2 separate regions of the Zea mays genome follow, and region 1 is linked to region 2. A link is a contact called in public Hi-C data. All regions are on one chromosome and are shown on one strand. Each heading gives the region's core, a stretch centred on a gene start, on an enhancer-like site or on the middle of the called end of the contact. The rest is flanking DNA. Distances are from core to core; before and after follow the strand shown.

Region 1 (5,219 bases), core at 139-2,638, 150 kb after region 2:
GTTTTGACATGTAGCTAATGATCTCCATCACCCTCGGAAAATATCCACCTTTAAGAAAATTCAAAACCAAGCTATCAAGCAAGTCCCTAAACAAATCTAGCTCTCCATATTCATGTCTGCGCTTTATTTCTCCCCACAACATGGTGACCTCCCTATGCATGTCCATTGAAGAATAACCACACAACATATGACAAAAAGTATGAGATGTGGGTCTGATATTTTGCTCTCTCATACACTTACATGTGCAGACAACATCTTCCATCATTTTTGCCTTGCAGAAGAAAAGAACCGAATTATTGAGCTCTAATGCTAAGTGCTCTCCAGGGATGTAATGTTTAATTTCATCAGCCAAAGCAGCAAACAAAGATGAACCACTGAAGGACATTTCATATTTCACTACTTTGGCAATATAATTGATGGTGTGTTCTCTGGCTAAGATGTAAATGTAAATGTAACACACCAATTCCAAGCTAAGATAAAGCCCCTAACCAAAATCTGTTAGGTGTGTTCTCTGGATCGGTCAAGGAGACCGAGCCCGACTACTACCCGATCGGGGGCGCAACCCTATTACTGGTTGTGGCGCCCGGTCACAAACGCTATATAAACCAATGGCAGGGCCAGCACAGAAACCAACGCTTTCAGCTTCTTGAAACCCTAACCACCACAGTCCATGGTCATGATCACCTTTCTAGAGCCCTAGTGACTAGGTCCAATCCATGACGTCGGTAGAGTCCAGTGCATGGTTTTTAAAGTGGTATGGAGAGAAGGCGTTGGACCGGTGCCTGGACGCCTAGGCGGCACCTAGGAAAGGTAGGCGTCCAACTCGCCTAGGCGTTGGACCACCGCCGGGATGCCTAGGCGACGCCTTTAAAACAGTGTTCCAGTGCCCCCACTGCATCGGCCACAGATATGCCATCCCAGATTCCTAACACACAAAGAGAAGGACTCCTAGACCGACTAGACGCCGGCGCTCCCACACCCGACACGACAGTGACGACCAGCGCCGCACTCTACCTCGGCCCCGAAGGCACTACTTCTCCCCTTCTCTTTCTCTTGGTACTAGATCCAACTAGAACACCTCTATTATTAAGAATCTGGACGAACATAGGGGAATTTAGTGAGATCCTAGGTTGAACCTACAAAATCCACATATTCTACGCTACAACTCATCATGAGATAATTGAATTTTTGCAACTCACAATGTTGTCTTCTTGTTATAATTACCACTGTGTTTATAAATTATAGGTCCAGCTGAGTTTATGAAATGTAGGTCTGATGACAATTTTATAAACCTGTTTCTTATGTCAAATATTAGAATCTCTCAATCATCAGACGGGGATGTTTTTTTAACGAAAGGGGCACGGATATGTTAAGCAAACTTACCCTTAAAATTAGCACACCAGAGCAGCGCAGATTTAGAGGACCGATGACGGTGCTGGAAGATTAGCGTATAGGTAGAGCCGTGAACGACAGGGACGGCGACAGAGAGAACAGGGACGCGCCGGCAATGGATGGCGGCGTCGGCTCGCGGGACTGGTCGAGCGCTTGCGCTCGTCTGCAGCTCGGCGCCCGCTGTTTGTGCTTGGGTCGGTCGTCGGCCACCGCCCGGCGCCGCCTGGTCGAGGCGAGACGCCGCCAGACGGGGGACCTACTGTGTGCTATGGTTATTGGTTAGGCAGCGCGTTGGGCTTTGTCTAGTTTGGGCCTTCAATTCAGTGTCTAGGTAGTAAAAAAAAGTTTTGGGCCTCTACACAGGGAGGCTAACCGTTGGTCCGTCGTCTCCGCTCCTGCCGACACCGGCACACCGCCGCCTCCATGAGGCACAACACCGCTCGCAGTGACTCGATCCCTGCCGCCGCAGCCTGCTGATTGCCCGCAGGCCATCGCCCTGCCCGATCCTGTCTCCCTGATCCCTCCACCGGTGCGATGCCCTCTGCCCTCGGCAGACGGCAGCTCATCTCGAGTGCTCCCTTCTCGCCCACCACGGCCGTGCTCGCGTAGCCCGGCCGGCGTCACCACCGGAAAGGTGTAGGCGGGAGCACCCGCGCCGTGCTGCACCGCCCGTCCGCTCCGGGCCCCAGTTGTCTGGCGGCCGTAGCTCTGGTCCGTCGGTTGGACCTTCAAGGTTGCACTCTTATTCGCCTGCTCTGGTACACTTGCAATCTACAATTCCATACATTTCCCATTTCATATTCCAATTGTCTGTTGTGTGTGGAATTCCAATGGCACTGTCTGCCCCAGTTCATTCACCTTTATATATGGTGGTGCCAATAGTGCCGTAGGTGTACAGTCGGGTGTGGGAGTGCCGGCGTCTAGCTGGTCTAGGAGTCCTTCTCTTTGTTTGTTAGGAATCTGGGATGGCACATCGGTGGCCGGTGCAGTGGGGGCACTGGACCACTGTTTTAAAGGTGTCTTCTAGGCGTCCAGGCGGTGGTCCAACACCTAGGCGACTTGGGCACCTACCTTTCCTAGGCGCCGGCGCGCCGCCTAGGCGTTCAGGCAGCGGTCCAACGCCTTGTATCGCCATACCACTTTAAAACCATGCACTGGACTCTACCGACGTCATGGATTGGACCTAGTCACTAGGGCTCTAGGAAGGTGATCGTGACCTTGGACTGTGGTGGTTAGGGTTTCAGGAAGCTGGAAGCGTTGGCTTCTGTGCTGGCCCTGCCATTGGTTCATATAGCGTCTGTGACCGGGCGCCATAACCAGGAATAGGGTTGCACCCCTGATCAGTAGTTAGGGATTGAGTCGGGCTCGGTCTCCTTGACCGAGCCAGAGAACACACCTAACAGATTTTGGTTAGGGGCTTTATCTTAGCTTGGAATTGGTGTGTTACATTTACATCGATATGCGTGTGGGAATGGATATATTCATTGTTTCGGTAGACAGTGATGACGGATTCACTTATGTTATCCTGAAATCAAATTAGAGCCTGATATGCTTTTTTTGGTTAAACTTAAGGTATTATGAGACCTTTGTGTTTTGGCCATTTTCTACTTATGTACCAAACCAAAATGAATCTATAGCTGTATGCTAGCCGGTTTACCAAATTATGTATTGAATTATTCAGCTTTACAGCAGTGCATTTTTACTTGTATGGAATGTGATGGACTTATGGTGTTCACTTGTTCTACAGCACTGCCTTTCACCCCTATATACTTTTCCTGGATCCGCCACCGCCCACCCTTCCGTCGTTTTGCCCTTCCGTTTCACTTACTGGAGCACACTGCCTCGAATGAGGAGGTTATTTCTGGCGTGCTGCCGCTACCTGCAGTTCACATCTGTCCCTGATGCTATCAGAGCTACTTCACCTGTAAGAAAACACTGCTTGAAAACAGTTTGCGGTATACTTAATTGTGCACAGTTCACTTTGCTTTAGTGGTCAATAATTTGAATGCTTCTGTTCCTGTTTCAGGTTAACAATGTCTACGGGTCATGGAGGAGGTATATCTTCACAAACGCTGATAAGGTTCTACCATGGGAGGCGCCATCCCGTGAAATTCTGTTGAGGAAGATAAATTGTGCTATGAAGGATGGGAATGTTGAAGAGGCGCTGCAATCTTTGAGCAATTACAAGAAGCTTCACGGTCTTCCTGAGCCGCGGGTACTGAATAGTATAATTGTGTCGCTGTCCTACATGTCTAGTAGGAGGTGGCTTCAGAGGGCATTTGACATGGTTCTCTCAGTTTATCAAATTAATAGAAATCTTCTCAATTGTGGCTCACTGATGAGGCTAGCATTGGCGCTCGCAAGAGATCAGATGCCTATCCCGGCCTCCACAGTCCTGAGGATAATACTAGAGAGTAGAAAGCTTCCCGATGTTGATATGCTGACCATGTCGTTTCTGCATATGTTGAAGTCACAGGTAGGCTCCTACCTTGCCACTGATGTTCTGATTGAGACTTGCGAGAGCTTTTTGGACCAAGTTACAGATAGGCGGGAGATGAAAAAACTGGACCCAATAAAAAACAATGCCACCTTGTTCAATATGGTTTTGGAGTCATGTGTGACCTTTAAATGCATTATCAAGGCCCAGAAAATAATGGAACTGATGTCATTGATCGGAGTTGTGGCCGATGTAAATACAGTGGTGATGGCTAGCCGTGTCTTTGAGATGGTTGGGCAACGGGATGAGTTGATACATATGAAAAGAAGCATCGATTCTTTAACATCTTTGACATTTCTTCAGTACTACCTGCATTTTTATGACAGTCTATTGAGCCTCCATTTCAAATATAATGACATGGATGCTGCTGCAAAGTTTTTAATCGATCTGCATCAGCAACCAAAGCCTGGTGTTTTATTTTGCAATGGTTTGCAGAAACAAAGTATCATACAAATTGGCTCTGGCAATCTGAAAAGCGGATATAAAATAATGTTTGATCCCAAAAAAGTTGACAGGGGTTTTGTGTTGGGTACAGAAAGCCAATTCGGCCTTGTTGTTCTTACTGATGGAAACCTTCTTCATACTGAAAAGGCTCTTGCTAAACTTATCATAGGCTGTGTGAAATCAAGAAATATGCATATACTGTCTAACTTTTTTATTATGTCATGTCAATATGGTCTAGAGCTAATTTCTCCTCAAGATGTGGTTACTGCTTGCATTCAAATGGGATGGTTGCATGCTGCTCATGATATCATAGATAACTTGGAGTCAGCCGGGATTCCAGTTGGGATTACTGGTTACGTTTCTCTTCTGAGAGCATATGAGAAGGAGAATAAGTCAGAAGAAGTCAATGGCCTTCTTCAACAGATACAAAAGATGGCATCTACCATGGATGATGTTCATACTGATTCACCATTTACTATCAATAATATTGCCGAAGTAGTGAAATATGAAATGTCCTTCAGTAGTTCATCTTTGGTTGCTGCTTTGGCTGATGAAATTAAACATTACAACCCTGGAGAGCACTTGGCATTAGAGCTCAATAATTCGGTTCTTTTCTTCTGCAAGGCAAAAATGATGGAAGATGCTCTTTGCACATATAAGTGTATGAGAGAGCAAAATATCAGACCCACATCTCATACTTTTTGTCATATGTTGTGTGGTTATTCTTCAATGGACATGCATAGGGAGATCACCATGTTGTGGGGAGAAATAAAGCGCAGACATGAATATGGAGAGCTAGATTTGGATAGGGACTTGCTTGATAGCTTGGTTTTGAATTTTCTTAAAGGTGGATATTTTTCGAGGGTGATGGAGATCATTAGTTACA
Region 2 (5,133 bases), core at 300-2,799:
GACTGAATGGGGGGAGGGATGGAGCAGTGAAGCCGAAGCAAGCAAGCCGCCCATCCTCCCGTCCCGTGCGTCGGGCAGCCGTCGGCGTGCATTGCATGGCATGTATCCCATAAAAAATATTTGCGGCAACTAGCATAGCACAGGAGTCGCCCAGTCCGTGAACCGCAGCGCGGCGCCCGCGTCCAGTCGTCGTCCACTCCCGAAGGCCGAAGCCGTCGGGCAGCAGCTGGCAGACAGGCGAGCGACGCACGCAACCGGCGCACGTGCGGCGGACAGGTCGTCGCGCGCAGGCAGCAGAGCAGAGCAGAGCCGACCCGACCGTCCCCGGCGTGCGTGGCGCGGCCTGCGCTCCTCGGCGCCCGCCCGCCCTCGTGCACTGCTGTCTAATCTAGGAAAGATAAAAACAAGTTCCTGGGAAAGAAGCAGCTAGCAGGTGACTTTGGAGAGCAGCTAGCTAGCTAGCTAGCTGTATAGGACCGGAGTAGTACATGCATGCCGCCAGTATAGTGATAGTGTGGTAGTGGCAGGGCGAGCGTGCATGTGCGCACGCCGGCCGAAATCATCGGTCTAGAAAAACAGGCGGGCCGGCCGGGCGGGCGCACGCACGCGTACGAAGGACACTTTCGTTGTGCTGTTGCTTCGGCCGTCGCAGCTGCGCATGGATCCCCATGCATGGCATGACGATGCAGAAAACTATACAACTACTGATACTAACAGTAGCTATACGTAGCGCGTAGTAGTTACTGTGCCATTTCACGAGAATTATACTATATATGCACGCAGCCGGTACGGTCGTGGCATGGCATGGCATGTATTTCAGTCCTGCGACGGGTGTTTGTTGTGTACAGAATGGCGATCGATCGACTATATATACACACGATCGACGCTGTTCTGTCACAATATGAGTACGTACGAACGAGTCTTGAAACTCTTGATCAATGCGGCGGCCTGGCGGGCTGTACCGTCGTCAATGCGCGGAAATACATGCCCCGTAGAACCGCAACCTCACGTACGTACACGGATCGGCCGGGGGGGAGAAGTAGTCGTGCTCGTGCACCTTAAAATTTGGAGCTAACGGAGAGACGAGATCTAAGCTGCGATCGTCTCGTCGTGCAGTCGTACGTGTGCCGCTCCAGCACCGTTACTGTGTATCCCGTACGTGTGCGCGCGCGCCCATGGCGTGGGGCACGACCAGCACGCGACGACCGTCCCGGTGCGGTGAAGAGGAGAGGACGACGAGCCGAGAACGAACGAGCAAAACCCCCGGCCGGTCGTGTCAACCGGCACGCACGCATGCATGCCATGCGCAGTGCGCTCGCTCTCTGTCTCTCTCTCCATCATCCCCAGGAAAACGCGCGCCCAGGCCATCCATCCATTTCCCATGCACAGCACAGAGACAGAGCGGGTCGCCGCCGACGATCCGGCTTTGTTTACTACGTACTACTAGTATATATACTCCCATCGGAGTGCGTGTGTGTGCACCGATCGATCGCTAGCTAGCTAGCTGCGTCCTCCTTTTTCTCACTTGCAAGCAACACCCGCCCCCGCCCGCCCTTGTTTGTGTGCTGCTTACTGACAGGTCAGTTCCATCCGGCCCGTTGGGTACGTGGCTATTCGTCGGATTCAGTTGTGAACATGTTCAGCAACATGTTAACCCGGCCCACCTCCTATAAATCCATCCTCACCACCCCCAGCAGCAGCAGGCTTGCAACCCTAACAAAACACGGCTAGCCATCGGGAGAGGAAAGCGCTCTCATCACTTCCCCATCCTCATTCCTTCCTCCGTCCACACCGCAGCCACTACAGATAGATACGCCATCCGACGAGGTCAACTCAAGTCCCCCCTTCCTCCACCACGATGAGCAGCGGCGGCGCGAGCTTCGAGCAGCACGCGAATAAGCGGCGGCGGCCGCCCGCTGGGCCGCAGCGCCTGACGCTGTCGGTGCAGGACGCCGACGACGCGGCCGCGGCCGTGGTCCCGCCCGTCACCGTGGTCCTGGACGGGCGCTGCATCTGCCACCGCGTCCACCTCAACCGCCACACGGGGTACCGCAGCCTGGCGGGCACGCTCCGCCGCATGTTCGTCGACTCCGACGACGACGACTCCGACGTCCACAACCACCACCACCAGCAGCAGCAGCAGCAGCGCGGCGAGGACGACCTCGACCTCGACCTCGCCAATGCCGTCCCGGGCCACGTCGTCGCGTACGAGGACATGGAGGACGACCTCCTCCTCGCCGGCGATCTCAAGTGGAAGTGAGAGAGAATTTAATTATTAACTACTGATGTGACCACAAACTTAAAACTGGTTTTCCGTCGTTTCAAACACACAGCTCGATTTACTCTCTCGATGGTGTGCATGATTGCATCGCAGCGATTTTGTTCGCGTCGCCAAAAGGATCCGGATCATCCCTGCCAAGAAGACGACGTCGTCGTCAAGCCGCGCCAAGAAATGCGGAGGAGGAGATGTCAACCACAGCAACTAGTCGCCGGCGTCCGGCCGGGCCGGGCTAGCTTTTGTTAGACTCTCGCATGCAATTATTACTGCTAGCCGCTAGCTGCAGCTGTCGTCTACTCCATCGTTGTGTTCTTCAATTCATTCACTCAGCTCTCTCCATTATATTATACCCGGCCCCATGCATGTTGTCGTTAATTAAAGACCTATAATTAAAGCACGTACGCAAAGCAATGAACAAGGTTATGTCATGACCAGCAGCAATTCAGAATCAGCTGAGCTGATGACCGAATGATATGATCCTGTATGTGATAGCTCTCGATCTAGCTAGCGCCGGGCGCGCTCCGTGTCAAGTCGTGATCCAATCCAAGTGTGTGGCGCACGTACCGTGTCGGCTTCCAACCCCCGCGAGCCGTCAATCATGTCCTCTGTGGCTCTGCCTGACTGGTCAGCTGGAATTATTGGACCGATCACCGATGGATCGGGACTCATCCATCGATGCAGTAGCAGTAGTCCATCGATCGACGACGCGACGTGGTCCGGCCACTGACGACGGCTGACACTCTCGATCGGCGGCGCCGCGGCCCTGCCGGCGAGGACGGTTGGGATCTCCCTGTCACACGGCAACGACGTCCTTCTGGCCGGCCGTTGGCGACTCCTCCGCGCGCGAGCAGTGCAAACGAAACAGTGAAGCAGGTACCGGTAGCCATCATCGCGCGTTGTCGTGGGAGTGCAGTACTGCACGGCCGCCGCGCGCATCGATGGGAGGAGATGGATCGAACGGAATGTTGCGTGCCCGCTGACTCCGATAGATAGATCTATCTATCGCTGGTTCACTGTCACTTCTAGCTGACACGCGACAGCTAGCTGAGCCGGTCGCCGCCACCGTCACATCGCTGCTGCTGCTGCTTGCTTGCTTGCTTGCTTGCTCAGCATGCACGTTTGGCGCGCGCCCGAGCCTGAGCCTGACAGCGCCACTAGCCCGCGGCCGACCGGCGTACGTGGCCGGGGAAAGGAACGTATCCATCGTCCACACACGCCGGGTCGGTGTCGCGTTTGGAGTTGGAGTTGGGGTCCGGTCGTCGGGAGCGGATGGGACTAGACACTGCCACTGCCACTGCCACACATGATTGCGAGCAGAACCATGCCGGAATTCCATCGGCTTCGCCCGTGTATGGTTATGGTGTCCAGTCCCCGGCCCTGGCGCCATGCTCTCGTAGGTCAACGAGGTGAAGTCACCTGCGGATCGAAACGCAGGAATTCGGGGTGCCAGTTCGGTCTTCCGCGGCGGGTTCAGAGTTCTCTCTTCTCTCTACATGTGCGTCCACGCACCACGCATGCGATGCGCCCGGAAAACACACGAGCAGACTGCGCCGGTCACCAGTGCATCATCGACTCGTCATCTTTCTATCGTGGATTTTCTACCATGGATTCATGGTACTGGTGCCCATATATAGTACACAAGCCAAAAGTTGCTTTTAGGACCGGACCCGTGTCCAAAGCCATGTTAAGCTGTCAGTGTACAATGCAACGATCAGAGAGCACAGGAGGTTGGTTTGCCATGTCAGTGTCGACGGACCCGACAGTCCAGGTGCCATGCGGCCCACGCCAATCGATTGGACTGCCGAGCCAGGGAGCAGGCTTTCGCAGGGCGTGGCCCATAAACAAGCTGGGTCCTCCGTTGCCCTTTTTGTTTATGTTGTATATATTCTCAACGGCAGTCACGTCTACTAATGAGCTCTAACCAGAGTTAATTTATATATACAACGGGGGCATGGGACTGATGTAATAGAGAAGAGAGATTCATTTAAGGTTGATGTCATCGTCATTTCTCTCGTTGCACTCGTGGTGGTGCTAGCACAACGACATCGCGGCATGCGCCGCAACGCCTCATTTTCACAGGTTTGGATACCGTTGAGACGCTACGACCGACTTTGTGTTAATCAATGATAAATATGAGTGCAAGTGAATGTGATGTTTGTTGCTGGTACAAGAGGATATACGACTATTTTCATTGTATGTATTGTCACGTTCTTCTTCCACTACGTCGCCATCTAGTGATAACGATACACAATCCTTTACTCGTTGTTATCTTGGTTGAGCATGGTAGATATGCTTAATGTATAGGGTATCTATTTTCTATAGTGGTATCAAAGTCATTCAAACACATTTTTTGATACATGTTGGTTTGCATATATATGATATATCTAGTATATTGGGTTTTACTTTTGCTTTGGTTGCAACATGCGTCGGGACAAAAAATGATATGGGTGCACTATTATTATTGTACCTCACACGATTGTCAATATATCACTACCGGCTAGAATCACCGTCGAGACCATCATTTCCATACAACACATATATCATTTCAACAACACATATTATTATTATTCTGTCATTTGTCATTGATATAAAGTAAGAATTTCGAAGTGTGCAGCCTCCAACGAGAGAGCGAAGCGAATAAATTTCCCTGCCATGCAGAATATCTAAAACAAAAAAAACAATGGAATGTAGGAGATTTAAACCCTGATCACTTGGTTTGAAGCGCTCAGGTTGATAGTCGCCTAGAGGGGGGTGAATAGGGCGAAACTGAAATTTACAAATACAAACACAACTACAAGCCGGGTTAGCGTTAGAAATAAAAACCGAGTCCGCGAGAGAGAGGGTGCAAAACAAAT

The links. A called contact is a pair of places that touch in the nucleus more often than the background predicts.
Region 1: a contact with region 2 is called in a Hi-C map of leaf, with 2.8 times the contacts expected there. The contact joins the promoter of LOC103642138 here to the promoter of LOC103642136 in region 2. A contact is called at or near these places in 14 of 25 Hi-C or Micro-C datasets (bundle sheath, ear, endosperm and 6 more) and 1 of 3 datasets of contacts at active chromatin or transcription factors (leaf).

The regions. Positions count from the first base shown.
Region 1 is chr10:148,327,151-148,332,369 of Zm-B73-REFERENCE-NAM-5.0, forward strand. It overlaps LOC103642138, which reads left to right and starts at 1,389. Exons shown (of 12, transcript XM_035963573.1): 1 at 1,389-2,150; 2 at 3,140-3,316; 3 at 3,419-5,219. The coding sequence starts at 3,239. LOC103642140 (a long non-coding RNA gene) reads right to left here and starts at 1,662. Exons shown (of 2, transcript XR_560675.2): 1 at 1,384-1,662.
Region 2 is chr10:148,175,219-148,180,351 of Zm-B73-REFERENCE-NAM-5.0, forward strand. It overlaps LOC103642136 (auxin-responsive protein IAA33), which reads left to right and starts at 1,550. Exons shown (of 2, transcript XM_008665444.4): 1 at 1,550-2,256; 2 at 2,334-2,707. The coding sequence starts at 1,859. The coding sequence ends at 2,514.